Regions from separate parts of the Oryctolagus cuniculus genome. Here region 1 is linked to region 2. A link is a contact called in public Micro-C data. All regions are on one chromosome and are shown on one strand. The core of a region is the stretch at or near the end of the contact, and the rest is flanking DNA. Distances in the headings are between cores, read along the strand shown.

The links. Hi-C and Micro-C count contacts between places; a contact is called where the count stands out from the background.
Region 1: a Micro-C map of ear pinna shows a contact between it and region 2, with 3 times the contacts expected there. The contact joins the enhancer-like site here to the promoter of DNMBP in region 2. A contact is called at or near these places in 2 of 6 Hi-C or Micro-C datasets (ear pinna and an unstated tissue).

What each region holds. Positions count from the first base shown.
Region 1 is chr15:30,120,566-30,123,265 of mOryCun1.1, reverse strand. The region is part of intron 1 of DNMBP (dynamin binding protein); the gene reads right to left. Among named protein-coding and RNA genes, the nearest start is that of DNMBP, 40 kb to the right of the region's middle. Within about 2 kb of position 1,270, at least 4 of the 8 cell types and tissues checked have an H3K27ac peak or open chromatin away from gene starts, as enhancers often do. A contact at or near this core is called in ear pinna, where this site is marked.
Region 2 is chr15:30,080,070-30,082,769 of mOryCun1.1, reverse strand. DNMBP (dynamin binding protein) reads right to left here and starts at 1,326. Exons shown (of 17, transcript XM_051824073.2): 1 at 1,166-1,326.

The DNA of each region.
Region 1 (2,700 bases), core at 21-2,520, 41 kb before region 2:
GGCTGTTGTGGCCAATTGGGGAGTGAACCAGTGGATTGAAGACCTCTCTCTCTCTGTGTGTGTAACTCTTTCAGGTAAATAAATAATTTTTTTAAATAAAATAAAATAAATACACTGTGGGGCCAGTGTTGTGGTGCAGCAAGTTAAGCTGATGCCTGCAAGGCCAGCATCCCACCTAAGCACTGGTTCAAGTCCCAGCTACTCCACTTACAATCCAGCTCCCTGTTAATGTGCCTGGAGAGGCAGCAGAGGATGGCCCAAGTACTTCTGTTCTTGCTACTCATGTGGAAGACCTAGATGGAGTTCCTGGCTTCTAGCTTCATCCCATCCCATCCTCAGCCATTGTGACCATTTGGGGAGTGAACCAGCAGACAGAAGATCTCTGACTCTTCCTCTAACTCTTTCAAATAAATAAATAAATCTTTTTTAAAAAATTGGACACAGTATATACCTCCCTGCTTTCTTCAACAGAAGACCCTGAATTATGATTTACTCTGTGGCTGCCTGGCCCAAGTCCATTGTTAACATCTGTACTACTGTATGATGCTGTAACACATAACAGTACTGGGCAACTTCTAGGCCTTCTCTCTTGAGGTCAGTCTGTCCTCTGCTCCCAGCTCACCTTCTCATCAACATTCCCACCCTGTTGCTGGATTGCTGCTTACAACCTGCCTGCATTGGAGGAACACACATACTGCACCAAAATTATTAGGAGTTCCCAAAACACAAAAGTAAACAAGTTCTAAATAAGATGCTAACAAGCTCTTCCGTGATGGTAAGAGACATGCGTTAGTGCTACAGTTTTCCAAGTTACTTTTCACAGCCTCTGAGGCCTGCTCGTTTTCTGGCCGTCTTCCAGAAGGCTGAAATTGCCAGATGTCACATTTCTGCACAAGGGTGGCGCCTACATATGTTTTTAAAAAGCAAACAATACAAACCTCTTAGCCATCTATATGTTATTAAAACACCTCTTCAAGATTGGTCAAGGTTACCTTTTTATTGTTTGCCTTCTTATACTACATTTTCTCAAATTTCACTTCTCTATCAGACTAACCGTACATGTTGTTATATAGAACAATAATGAGCAGAGGCCCAGGTGACTAGAGGGCAACTCTCTTACATTACGGGGTAATCCCAGGGATCTGAAGAGTTACAGCTTCTGCCTGAGACCTTTCACTCTCCCAGAGAATGACTCAGAGCAGAGGAGAATCTGGCACAATGAGCGCTTTTCCTGACCGACCTCCTACTCGGCTGGACGGAGCGTGTAATCGCTGCCAAGTCCACACCCGCGGCGAGGCCAGACCAAGCCTCGCTGACCGACAAGGCTCGCGTGTGCAGACGCCGTGCCGAGCGCCACCTCGGTCCTCCCGGCCCTGCACACCCCATGAACAGCAACTTCCATGACTCACGCCGGGCCTGCGTCAGGGGCCCGAGCAGAGGTTTGGAAACTGAATCAGAGACAGCTTCAGTGAGCTGCTCCACCAACTCCCACTGGAAGTCAAAGGGATCGCGGAGACCATCAGAACAAGGGGAGCGTTTGAGGGGAAACAGAGATGACTGGCCGTGCGGCGTGACTTCCGGGACACCAGAAACGTCTCCGGTGCCAAGAGCCCTTCTCCCGTCAGGGGCCGGTGCTGCGCTCCCACCTGTAGAGTCACTTGGAATCTGAAGCGCAAAGATCATTTTTCAAACCCTTTTAGAACACAAAGTCTGTGAGGAAAGAGATTTTTTGCCTGTTTCATTCACTGGCCTATAGCAGTGCCAGCATATACGATTTGTGGTGAACAAATGAATTATTGAACTTCAGGAAAAAATCTCTAGTTCCATTCACCTAAAATTAAGCTAACCAGCCTTTTTTTTTTTTTTTTTTTTTTTTTTTTTTTTTTTTTTTTGTGACAGGCAGAGTGGACAGTGAGAGAGACAGAGAAAGGTCTTCTTTTTGCCATTGGTTCACACTCCAATGGCCGCCATGCTACGGCCAGCGCATCGCGCTGATCAGAAGCCAGAAGCCAGGTGCTTCTGCTGGTCTCCCATGCGGGTGCAGGGCCCAAGCACTTGGGTCATCCTCCACTGCCCTCCCGTGCCACAGCAGAGAGCTGGCCTGGAAGAGGGGCAACCAGGACAGAATCTGGCACCCCAACCGGGACTAGAACCCGGTGTGCCAGCGCCGCTAGGTGGAGGATTAGCCTAGTGAGCCGTGGCGCTGGCCACTAACCAGCTCTTCACACACAGTGTTACCGTCCAGCTTTGTCTGTATACACGACACTGATGGCGGTGTCTGACACACCTGCCCAGCCAAGCATTAAAACCTGGGACTTCATCCTCCACAGCCGACAGTCCACTAGTCACAGCGACCGCCATCTGAGTATACCGTGTGCCAGACACCGAGTGAAGAGCTGCAGCCAGCACTTCCTGCACAGTGCCTAGCAAGGTTCTAAAGCCAGGGTGCCTGGGTCAAACCCAGACCATTGCCAGGCAATTTACTCAACCTGTTTACCAAAGCTGCTTGACCCAATCAATGCCCATGTCATTTTTACTGCAAACCTTGCTTCCCTTAAATCTAACTGGTTCTGCCTTTAAAATCTTCCAGATCTCTGTTTTCTTCTCTGATTCTCCAACATTTTACTAAGAATATTTTAAAACAGTAAAGTTCAAAGAATTTTACACCCACTCCTAGATTCCACCATTACCATCTTACTG
Region 2 (2,700 bases), core at 77-2,576:
TATAAATTCAGAACTTCAGACACAGCCCTTAAAGATCCTTTCACTCCATATACTGGAGAAAATGCATGCAGAAGAATAAACTTGCTCATCACCTCGAATCAGTTCATGCCTTGAAAGCAATAAACACAACACCCACTCTGACGAATCACCCTTATTTGCTCCCCAGGACTTCAGTCTTGCAACACATCAGTAGGGACTAACCAACCCTGCTCACTCCCTGTAACTCAGCTACGTAAACAGGCAGAGTTAAACTATGCTGGAACCCTAAATATTAGTCTCGCTACTAGCCTGCCGCAATCCAAAACAGCACTAATTATGACAAGAAAGTGTGTGGACACAAGATGTCCACGTTACTGCGAAACAGACCTAAAGGGAGGATACCAGTATTGCAGAAGAATGTGAGCGCCGAAAACATCTACTTTCATTCCTGGGCTTTCAATGAGGCAGCCGGCAACGGCTAAGGAGAGGCTGCATTTCAGGCTGTTAGGGTTTTGCCTCTGCATTTAAAACTGACCTCTGTCGCCGAGCCTTCCTCCCGGCTCCTAATCTGCACCAGAGCCTGGCCAGCTTGGTGACTCCAACGCTGCTGTGTTCAACTGACAGTACCAGCATCCTCGGGACACCGACGCCTGGGGGGCATCAGGCCGCGGGCGCAGCAGAACACAGGTGTCCGAGGAACTACACAGCCCCGCCACGGCCACGGCTGCGTCTCCAGCCGGGTCGCTCCTGGGAAACCTTGCCTCCCCGTCTCCCAGACAGGATCCCGCACTCCCTTACCGACTGGATGCGTGGCTCCAGCATGTGTGAAACCGAGGGGCCGGGCTAGCGCTGAATTCTTTTCAAGCTTTCGAATTCCGCCCCATTGCCGGAGTGGCAGGGCGGTGCACTGCCCGGCGTCTGACACCATTTCAACGGCCCACGCCCGCAGCCCTCTCAGCGCCTCCCGAGCTCTCCGGGACCCCCGCCGAGCGCCCGGGCCGAGCCCGAGGACCGAACGACGAGGACCCGCAGCGCCCGCCGCCCTTCGAGGGCTCCGGCCGGCCCAGCGCAGCGCCGCCGCGAGGAAGGGCTGAGGCCCGGCCGCGCGGCGCGTCCCATCGGGGCGGGTGCCCTCGGCCCGACAGGGGACAGCGACCCCGGCGGCCCGCCCGGCCCAGCTCCTGACCTGCTCTCCGCTGCCCGGCGGTCCCTCGGCGCGGCGGGCAGTGGCGGCCGCCCGTCCCGGGCCCGCTGTCACCTCTGCCCCTGCAAGCGGCGGGCGGGTCGATCCCGTGTGACTCAGCGCGCCGCCCCGCCTCCCGCCCAGGCTTCCGCCTCGTTCGGCTCGGCCCGCACGGCCCCCGGGGCGCCGCGCCGCGCTGCCCGCGCGCCCACTCCCCGGCGCCCGGCCCGCGCTCGCGCCCCCTGGCGGCCGGACGGGTCCCGCCCGCCTAGCGACGTCAGAGGGGCGGTGCCCGGAGCGCCTCTCCCGGGGAAACTGAGGCACTAGGCTCCGCCCCCTGCTCCACGCGGGCTCCGCTTGTGCAGCTTGCGCCTCCGTGGTGCACCAGGCGCCTCTGACTGCGCGCAGCTCCGGCTAGGGGCGAGTTCGCTTCCCCCACTGGCTGTCCCCTCACCTGCCGCACCGCCCTCCGACCCAGAAAAAGAATTCCTAGCCGCGGAGTCCCACCGAGTCCCTGACGGCGGCGCCGTCCTCCGCGCCCCGTCGAGGCACGCAGCGCGCGCCGCTGGTCGCTCTGTCTGTCCCGTTGCTTTCTGAGGAAAGTCTCTCGAGAGTATGACGGAGTGCGAGCCCTGAGCAGAGCTGAGACCCGCTAAATCCTTCGTGAACCCCGCAGGCTGTCCTTTGCGCACTGAAGACCGCACGGTCACCTGCCGGGCCGCGTGGCTTCAGCCGCTGGGGCGTGGGTCTCCGGTCTCCGGGCTGGGCCCCGGGCGATGCCGAGGAAGGCGAGCCAGTCCCTGTGCAGTGCAGAACGCAGAGGAACCTTCGGTTCCAAAACCTCCTGGGGACACACACTTTCTCCTTTCCTTTGCCTTTTCTTGGATGTCAGATCATTACTCTTTGAAGAGTTTTTTCAGTGCGCAGCTCGGTGGCCTTAAGCGCATTCCCAGGGCTGTGCCGCCACCCCAGCACCCCCTCATCCCCAACAGTTTTCATCTTCCCAGGCTGAAGCTCCGCACACCTCAGTGCCTAACTCGCTCCCCAGGCAATGGCAACCCCCGTTCTGTCTTCTCTCTCTAGGAGTTGACTTCTCTGGATGCCTGCTAGAAGCGGGATATACAGTGCAGGCTCACTTCCTCCAGCCTGATGTGCCCGAGGTTCACCCGCGATGTAGCGGCACTAGAAATGGCTCAATGGCGTCATCTTCATAAACAGTAGCCCCAGCACGGCCTTGACATCGGGCCTCAGAAGCACCTAGGATAGCGAGTTCCAGAAACTCCAAAGGAGGTTAATGCTCAGCTTGCTGACAATTCCAGCCCTGGGATGGGTACTGTGTCCCCGCCCTCTGACATCTAAAGCTCTGCAACAGGTTTGCTTCTCCCCAGGAGCTGCCTTCAGCAAGACAAAAGTGCCGATCCCACCCCTCTGAGTTTCTAGTTGTTGTTTTTTTGTTTTTTGTTTTTTGATTTTTTGTTTTTTAAGGTTTACTTATTGATTTGAAAGTTAGAGAGAGAGACAGATCTTCCATCTGTTGG